Linked DNA regions of Pan troglodytes: region 1 is linked to region 2. A link is a contact called in public HiChIP or PLAC-seq data. All regions are on one chromosome and are shown on one strand. The core of a region is the stretch at or near the end of the contact, and the rest is flanking DNA. Distances in the headings are between cores, read along the strand shown.

Evidence for each region. HiChIP or PLAC-seq counts read pairs in DNA pulled down with a chosen protein or histone mark.
Region 1: a contact with region 2 is called in an H3K4me3 HiChIP or PLAC-seq map of stem cell-derived excitatory neurons, with 3 times the contacts expected there. The contact joins the promoter of CLUAP1 here to the promoter of ZNF75A in region 2. A contact is called at or near these places in 1 of 7 Hi-C or Micro-C datasets (stem cell-derived neural progenitor cells) and 1 of 1 datasets of contacts at active chromatin or transcription factors (stem cell-derived excitatory neurons).

Annotation. Positions count from the first base shown.
Region 1 is chr18:6,149,077-6,152,561 of NHGRI_mPanTro3-v2.0_pri, forward strand. It overlaps CLUAP1 (clusterin associated protein 1), which reads left to right and starts at 2,053. Exons shown (of 12, transcript NM_001280352.1): 1 at 2,053-2,164. The coding sequence starts at 2,143.
Region 2 is chr18:5,961,994-5,965,461 of NHGRI_mPanTro3-v2.0_pri, forward strand. It overlaps ZNF75A (zinc finger protein 75a), which reads left to right and starts at 1,397. Exons shown (of 7, transcript XM_054668778.1): 1 at 1,397-1,560. It overlaps TIGD7 (tigger transposable element derived 7), which reads right to left and starts at 1,678. Exons shown (of 2, transcript XM_054668777.2): 1 at 1,457-1,678. The coding sequence starts at 1,614.

The sequences.
Region 1 (3,485 bases), core at 803-3,302, 190 kb after region 2:
ATCATATATCTGGTAAGGGTCTCATAGGCAGAATATATAAAGAACACTTACAATTCAAAAACAAAAGGATGTTCAACCCAATTTTGAAATGGGCAAAGAAAATGAATAGACATTTTTCCAATGGAAATATACAAATGGTCATCAAACACGTAAAAAGATGTTCAACATCTTTAATCATCAGGGAAATGCAGGCCGCGTGCGGTGACTCACGCCAACATGGCGAAACTCCATGTCTACCCAAAATACAAAAATTAGCTGGGCGCGGTGGCGCGCGTCTGTAATCCCAGCTCCTCCGCAGGCTGAGGCAGGAAAATCGCTTGAACCCTGGAGGCGGAGGTTTCAGCGAGCCGAGATTGTGCCACTGCACTCCAGCCTGGGCAACAAGAGCAAGAGTCCATCTCAAAAAAAAAAAAAAAAAAAAAGTTCAAGTTGATCAACATCCTTTCAAGCCCTTGGCATTGTCAAGAGTTTTTTGTTGTTTTAGCCATTTTATCTAGATTTAATTTTTAGGTTTTTAACGTGTTACCTGATATTTTAGCCAGTTTAATAACTTCATAGTGATATCTCATTGTGGTTTAATATGCACTTCTCTAATAATAGCCTTGATCATCTCTTCATTTGCATATTAGCCATCCATATATCTTCTTTTGTGAAGTAGCTTTTAAAATGTTTTCTCCATTCTCTAATTAGACTGTTTCTCATTATTGAGTGTTGAGAGTTCTTTATACATTCTGGATACACGTCTCTTTATCAGATATGTGTTTTGTGCATATTTTCTTCTAGACTGTGGCTTATCTTTTGTTTTTCTTAATAACACGTGAAGCAACATTTATGGGAGGCCATTGTTTTGGAGCGAGCTCCTGCACAAGGTACCAACGGACCAGACCAAACCAGAATGGAATCGCTAGTGCAAGGTGCCACGTAATCAATGCGAACTTAGAGACAGGCCAGTCTGCCAAAACACAGAAGATTCACTGCAACCAACAAAAGGGGCCCTGTCCACCTAGGCTGGCATAAGGAAGTCCCCTCTGCTTTAACCCAAAGAAATGCATCTGAAATAACCTGATGCCAACCAATCGCTTTGTGCACTACGCTGTTTCCTTGTTCCTGCTCAAGCTACCTTACAAAACCCGGCTGCTGTGCCACGCCTGGCGGGGCATCTCCCCAGTTCACACGTGGAGGCCGCCCCTTCCTGCCGTCTCCTCGCGCCCCCATGCAGAGGCTAGGGCTGCCGGGACCCGCGCGGCGCGAGCGGCTCAGGGCCCCTTTCCGGCCTGTTGTGCAGCCCGAGCCGTCTGCGCTTGCGCGAGACCGAGGCCTGGCCTGCCTCTGGGCGCCCACAGTGATCCCGTCCTCCGCTCTGCAACCAGATTCCGACGAGGAGCGCGCTGTGCCTCAGACGGGGGAAGGCGGGCTTCCTGAGTATAGTGCTTTTTTTTTTTTTTTTTTTTTTTTTTTTTTTTGAGACAGAGTCTCGCTCTGTCGCCAGGCCGAAGGGCAGTGGCGCGATCTCGGCTCACTGCAACCTCTGCCTGCCGGGTTCAAGTAATTCTTCTGCCTCAGCCTCCCGAGTAGCTGGGATTACAGGTGTGCGCCACCACGCTTGGCAAATTTTTGTATTTTTTGGTAGAGACGGGGTTTCGCCATGTTGGCCAGGCTGGTCTCGAACTCCTGACCTCAAGTGATCCGCCCGCCTCGGCATCCCAAAGTGCTGGGATTGTAGGCGTGAGCCACCGCGCCCAGCCAAGCATCGTGCATTCTTTATAGAAATGAGGGGGAAATAAGCAATATGGAAAGCGCCTAGCGCAATATCAAGCACGTAGTAGGTACTCAGAGCCTGTCACCCAGCGCGAAACGTCCGCAAAGCGTGTAAACAGAGGCCCAGAAGCTGGGAAGCTTGCAGCCCTCATAGACGCCGCTATCGCCACGCCCTCTGCCCTCGGCGTCTCAGGAGCGCTCTCTGCCGGCCCGCTCTCCCTGTGCGTATGCACGTGCCGCCGCGCCTTCGCTTCGTTTTTTGTTTGTCCCTGACCGTGCGCCGTCCAAGGGTCCATTGGTTGCCATAGAGATCGGCGAGCGCTGGGCCTGTGATCGCTGAGGGGCGAGCAGTTGCGATCCTGGGCTCCTGGGGACCTGAGCGTCATGTCTTTCCGCGACCTCCGCAGTAAGGCAGCCCCGCGCCCCTGTGACCTGCGGGTCTTCCAGAGATTCAGGGCTCCCGCCCGCCGGGTCCCCTGTGTAGGCGATCCCTGAGGCTTGCGCTGCCGGAGGCTCCTTTCGGGCCTCTGCGCCTCAGGGACCGCCTGACCCGCGGCTGCAACCCGGCCGAGCGTCCCAGGCCCTTCTTCGGCCATTTCTAGCGAGGATGGAAAGTTCTCTATCTGCCACTGGCCGCGTGTGGCTCAGAACGCTTGAAATGTGGCTAGTGCAGATGAATAACTGAATTTTTAAGTGTAATTTATTTCTATTTGTGTAGCTGCATGCCGCTCTTCGCTACCGTATTGGAAAATGCATGGAGAGTTTAGAGACTATTTTGCCGAGGCGGGCGAATCACCTGAGGTCGGGAGTTCGAGACCAGCCTGACCAACATGGAGAAAACTCGTCTCTACTAAAATTACAAATTAGCTGGGGGTGGTGGCGGGCGCCTGTAATCCCAGCTGCTCGGGAATCTGAAGCAGGAGAATCGCTTTGGAGGTTGTGGTGAGCCGAGATCGGGCCATTGCACTCCAGCCTAGGCAACAAGAGCGAAACAACATCTCAAAAAACAAAAAACAAACAAACAAAAAAAAAACAACCAGCAACGAAACCGAGGAGAGGAGGCTGGGTGATAATCATTGCGGCTAACATTTTTTGAGTTTTAACGATCTGCCAGGGCCCGCTCTGTGTTATGCGCATCATTTCAATCATCCGAACAACTCTGTGCCCCCTGTATTTGGTAGTGAGGAAACGGGCACAGAGAGGTCAGGTAACTTGGGCAGGTGACACAGGCGGTAGGAGGTGGCACTGGGGCTTGAATTCAGGTTGCCTGAACTCCAGACATCCTGAACTCCATCTGCATCCTTTCTGCAGGGCTGGTAAGGAGAAGGGAGCTCGAATTCCTTTGCTAAGAGGGTGGGGAAGTGGAAGAATGAGGCTGAGTGTTGGTTACGGCTGGGCCCAGAAGGTCACGCCTGTAATCCTAGCACTTTGGAAGACCGAGGCAGGCGGATCACTTAAGTTCAGGAGTTCGAGACTAGCCTAGCCAACATGGCGAAACCCTGCCTCTGCTAAAAATTCAAAAAATTAGCCGGGCATGGTGGCGCACGCCTGTAGTCCCAGCTACTTGGGAAGCTGAGGCAGGAGAATTGCTTTATTCCGGGAGGCAGAGGTTGCAGTGAGCCAAGATGACACCACTGCACTCCACCCTGGGCGACGGAGTGAGACTGTCTTAAAAAAAAAAAAAGGAAAGGTAGATGATGATTGCCAATTTGGTGTGATCCGAGGGG
Region 2 (3,468 bases), core at 147-2,646:
TACCTTAGATGAACTGCCATAGAAAGCAGCTCAGTCAAAAACGCTCAAATGGTGTTCCAGGATTTACTTTTTTGTTGTTTTTTTGTGTTTTTTTTTTTGAGACGGAGTCTCGCTCTGTCGCCCAGGCTGGAGTGCAGTGGCGTGAACTCAGCTCACTGCAAGCTCCGCCTCCCGGGTTCACGCCATTCTCCTGCCTCAGCCTCCCGAGTAGCTGGGGCTACAGGCGCCCACCACCACGCCCGGCTAATTTTTTTATGTATTTTTTAGTAGAGACGGGGTTTCACCATGTTAGCCAGGATGGTCTCGATCTCCTGACCTCATGATCCGCCCGCCTCGGCCTCCCAAAGTGCTGGGATTACAGGCGTGAGCCACCGCGCCCGGCCAGGATTTACTTTCTTAAATGCACTCTTTTCATTCCCATTCAAAGGACTCCAGTATAAGTGCCACATAAACTCGTTTTCTAACTTTTAAAACTCTTCCTCTAAATGCAGCCCAACTCAGTAAAAACGTACCTAAGATCTCACAGTCTAATGTTTCCAGCTTTTAAAGCCTTTACTCCTACCCTTCCCTCTGCCTGGAATGTGTCTCCATTCCCTGCTGTGGACAAAATCCCTCAAGGTCTTTTATAATTTCCCCCAACCCCAAATCAACTTGGATTTTCTTGGAGTTCTCACAGCATTCAGTTTATGTCCTATTCTTACCTTGTGTTACTGATATTCACGAAATTGCTCAGTCCTTTCAAGAGATTGCTTAAGGACAAAGACTTCTTACTCAACTCTGCAATACTGGCTACACATAGCTGACTTAATAAGTAGTCCCTTGACTGGTATAAGCTGACGTTACAAAAACTGGTAATTCCGAAACCACTCATACTGGACTTATTAAATAATCCCTCAACTGGTAGACTGACATTACAAAAACGGATTAATTCAGAGATCACCGAACACCCAAAACACTCAGATTCTTATAACTATGATTCAGTAAATATGTGTGGAATGCCTATCTTACCAGGTGACTATGTTAGGCGCTGCATGAGATATAAGATGAAAACAAGGTTCCCATTTTCCAGGGAAGAATACTGGAGTGGAAAACGCAGAGGATACCACAACAGGAGAGCTATTTCCGATTAGCGGCCGCCACTGCTGAGCTATGTGACCCTGAGCAAGTCACTTCTTAGGTCTCCGTTTCTCTGTCAAGGAGAGATAGAAAAAGAACCTATTTCACCGGTTCAAACCTACCTCAAGAAAAAATAGTTGTGGGGAATGCGTCACGAGACCTAGAAAACGGTACAAAACCCTCGGGGGGCCGTTGTTTCTGACCTGGCGAGTGGCCCGACCCGGACAAAATGCCTCTTCCTCGAGGAGGCGGCGACGAGCCCAGCAACAGCTCGAGCACGGCCGGCCGGGCCGCGGGAAGCCCGAGGACGCGGCGCGCGCAGCTGGGAGGCGACCCTTACCCGGCGAGGCTCCCGGGACCAAGCGCCGCCCGACAGCCACGCAGAACAGACGTGGCAGTGCGACGCCTCCCCCACTGGGGACACGAGACAGCGACAGCCACGCGGTGAGCCGGTACAAGGCCCTCTAGGCTTCGGCGGGTCTGGATACTCGGTGGCATTAACCCTTCCCTACCGCCGGGGCAGACGGCAGTTTCTCTGGCGAGGAAGTAGGCCGGGCTCAGGCGCCTTAGCCAGAGGGCGGGCCTGCGCGCACCCTCGGAAAGCGTCACTTCCACTTCCGGCCTGCGCTCGGGCTCTGTACCTGGACAGGGCAGCGGTAGGGCAGCGGCAGGCCAGCGGTGGGCTGGCGGTTGCGCTCCTCAGATCGGCGGCCTTCCGGGCGGTGGCTTGCGTTTGAGCCTCAGAAAGCGAGGAGCGGCCTCCACGGAAGCCAAGCTGGCCGAGGTAACCGAGAAGCGGCTTCCCCTATGGCTTCGACCCTGGAGCCGCTGGAGCGGCGGCGGCCGCAGGGAGGAGCCATTTTCCGTAGGCGGTGGCCGCGGCGCTTCCGGGCCGCGCGGCTGGAGCCTGAGGCGGAGCCACCGTCGGGCACGAGAAACCATTCTCTCCCCGCTTTTCGCAGCTGTATCCCAGAGGTGCGGCCGAAGCTCGCTGGGACACTGCCCGCTTGCCCAGTGCCCACGGGCACGCCTGTCGCAGACACAGGCTGTGGCGAATCCGAGTGCTGGCGGGCAGCAGTGCCTGCAGCTGCGCCCGCAGACCCTTTCCCGCCTCCGCCGGCATTTCCGTGTCCGGCCGATGTCATGCGGTCGGTTGAGCCTCAGGGCTAGCAGCTTCTACTGATGCAAAAACATAGGAAGTGTCTCTTTGCTTCTGGCACCGGGGTGGGCAGCAAGGAGCTGGCCACTTCTTTGAATACCGGTGGCATCCTGGGCAGAATTTCGGTGCCGTTTCTGCTGGCTCACTTCAGGAAAAGTGAGGCTCACGGCTCTCCTCAGCCCCCCTTAGAAGTCTGAATGACCGTTGGAGAAATACAAAGTCAGCAGAAAGTTTCACTTTCATTGTCACCAACTCCTGTTGGAGTTGATATTTCATAAACATCAGCGACAGAAAGAAAATACGACTTGATATTTTGTAAATAAAATATCCTTTTTTACAAGTTGATATTTTGTAAACACAGGTCAACTGTAATTTTTTCCAGATCAAGTAAGCACACTTAAAAATTCATATAGGCCTGGCGCGGTGTTTGACGCCTGTAATCCCAGCACTTTGGGAGGCCAAGATGGGTGGATCACGAGGTCAGGAGTTCGAGACCACCCTTGCCAAGATGGTGAAACCCTGTCTCTACTAAAAACACAAAAATTAGCCGGGCGTGGTGGCACGCGCCTGTAATCCCAGCTAGTCGGGAGGCTGAGGCAGGAGAATGGCTTCAACCGGGGAGGTGGAAGTTGCAGTGAGCTGAGATCACGCCACTGCACTCCAGCCTGAGTGACAGGGCGAGACTCCATCTCAAGAAAAAAAAAATTCGTATAAATCATCTGCATGGCACCCTTTATGTGTCTTGCAAAGAAGAATGATGAGCATCTTGTTGCTTGCTTGGGAGACATTGTCTGAAAATAGGCTACTTTTTTACCTTCTGTAGTACCCCCTCCCCCCACTGTATCTGGGTTTCACTTACCCGCTGTCAACTGCCATCCAAAAAATATTAAATGGAAAACTCCAGAAATAAACAGTTCATAAGTTTTAAATAACTTTTTTTTTTTTTTTGGAGATGGAATCTCACTTTGCTGCCCTGGCTGGAGTGCCGTGGCACGGTCTGAGCTCACTGCAGCCTCCGCCTCCCGGGTTCAAACAATTTTCCTGCCTCAGCCTCCTGGGTAGCTGGGACTACAGGCGCGCACTACCACACCTGGCTAATTTTTGTGTTTACAGTAGAGAAGGTTTCACCATTTTGGCCAGGCTAGTCTTGAAGTCCTGGTCTCAGGTGATCCACCCACGTCAGGCCTCCCAAA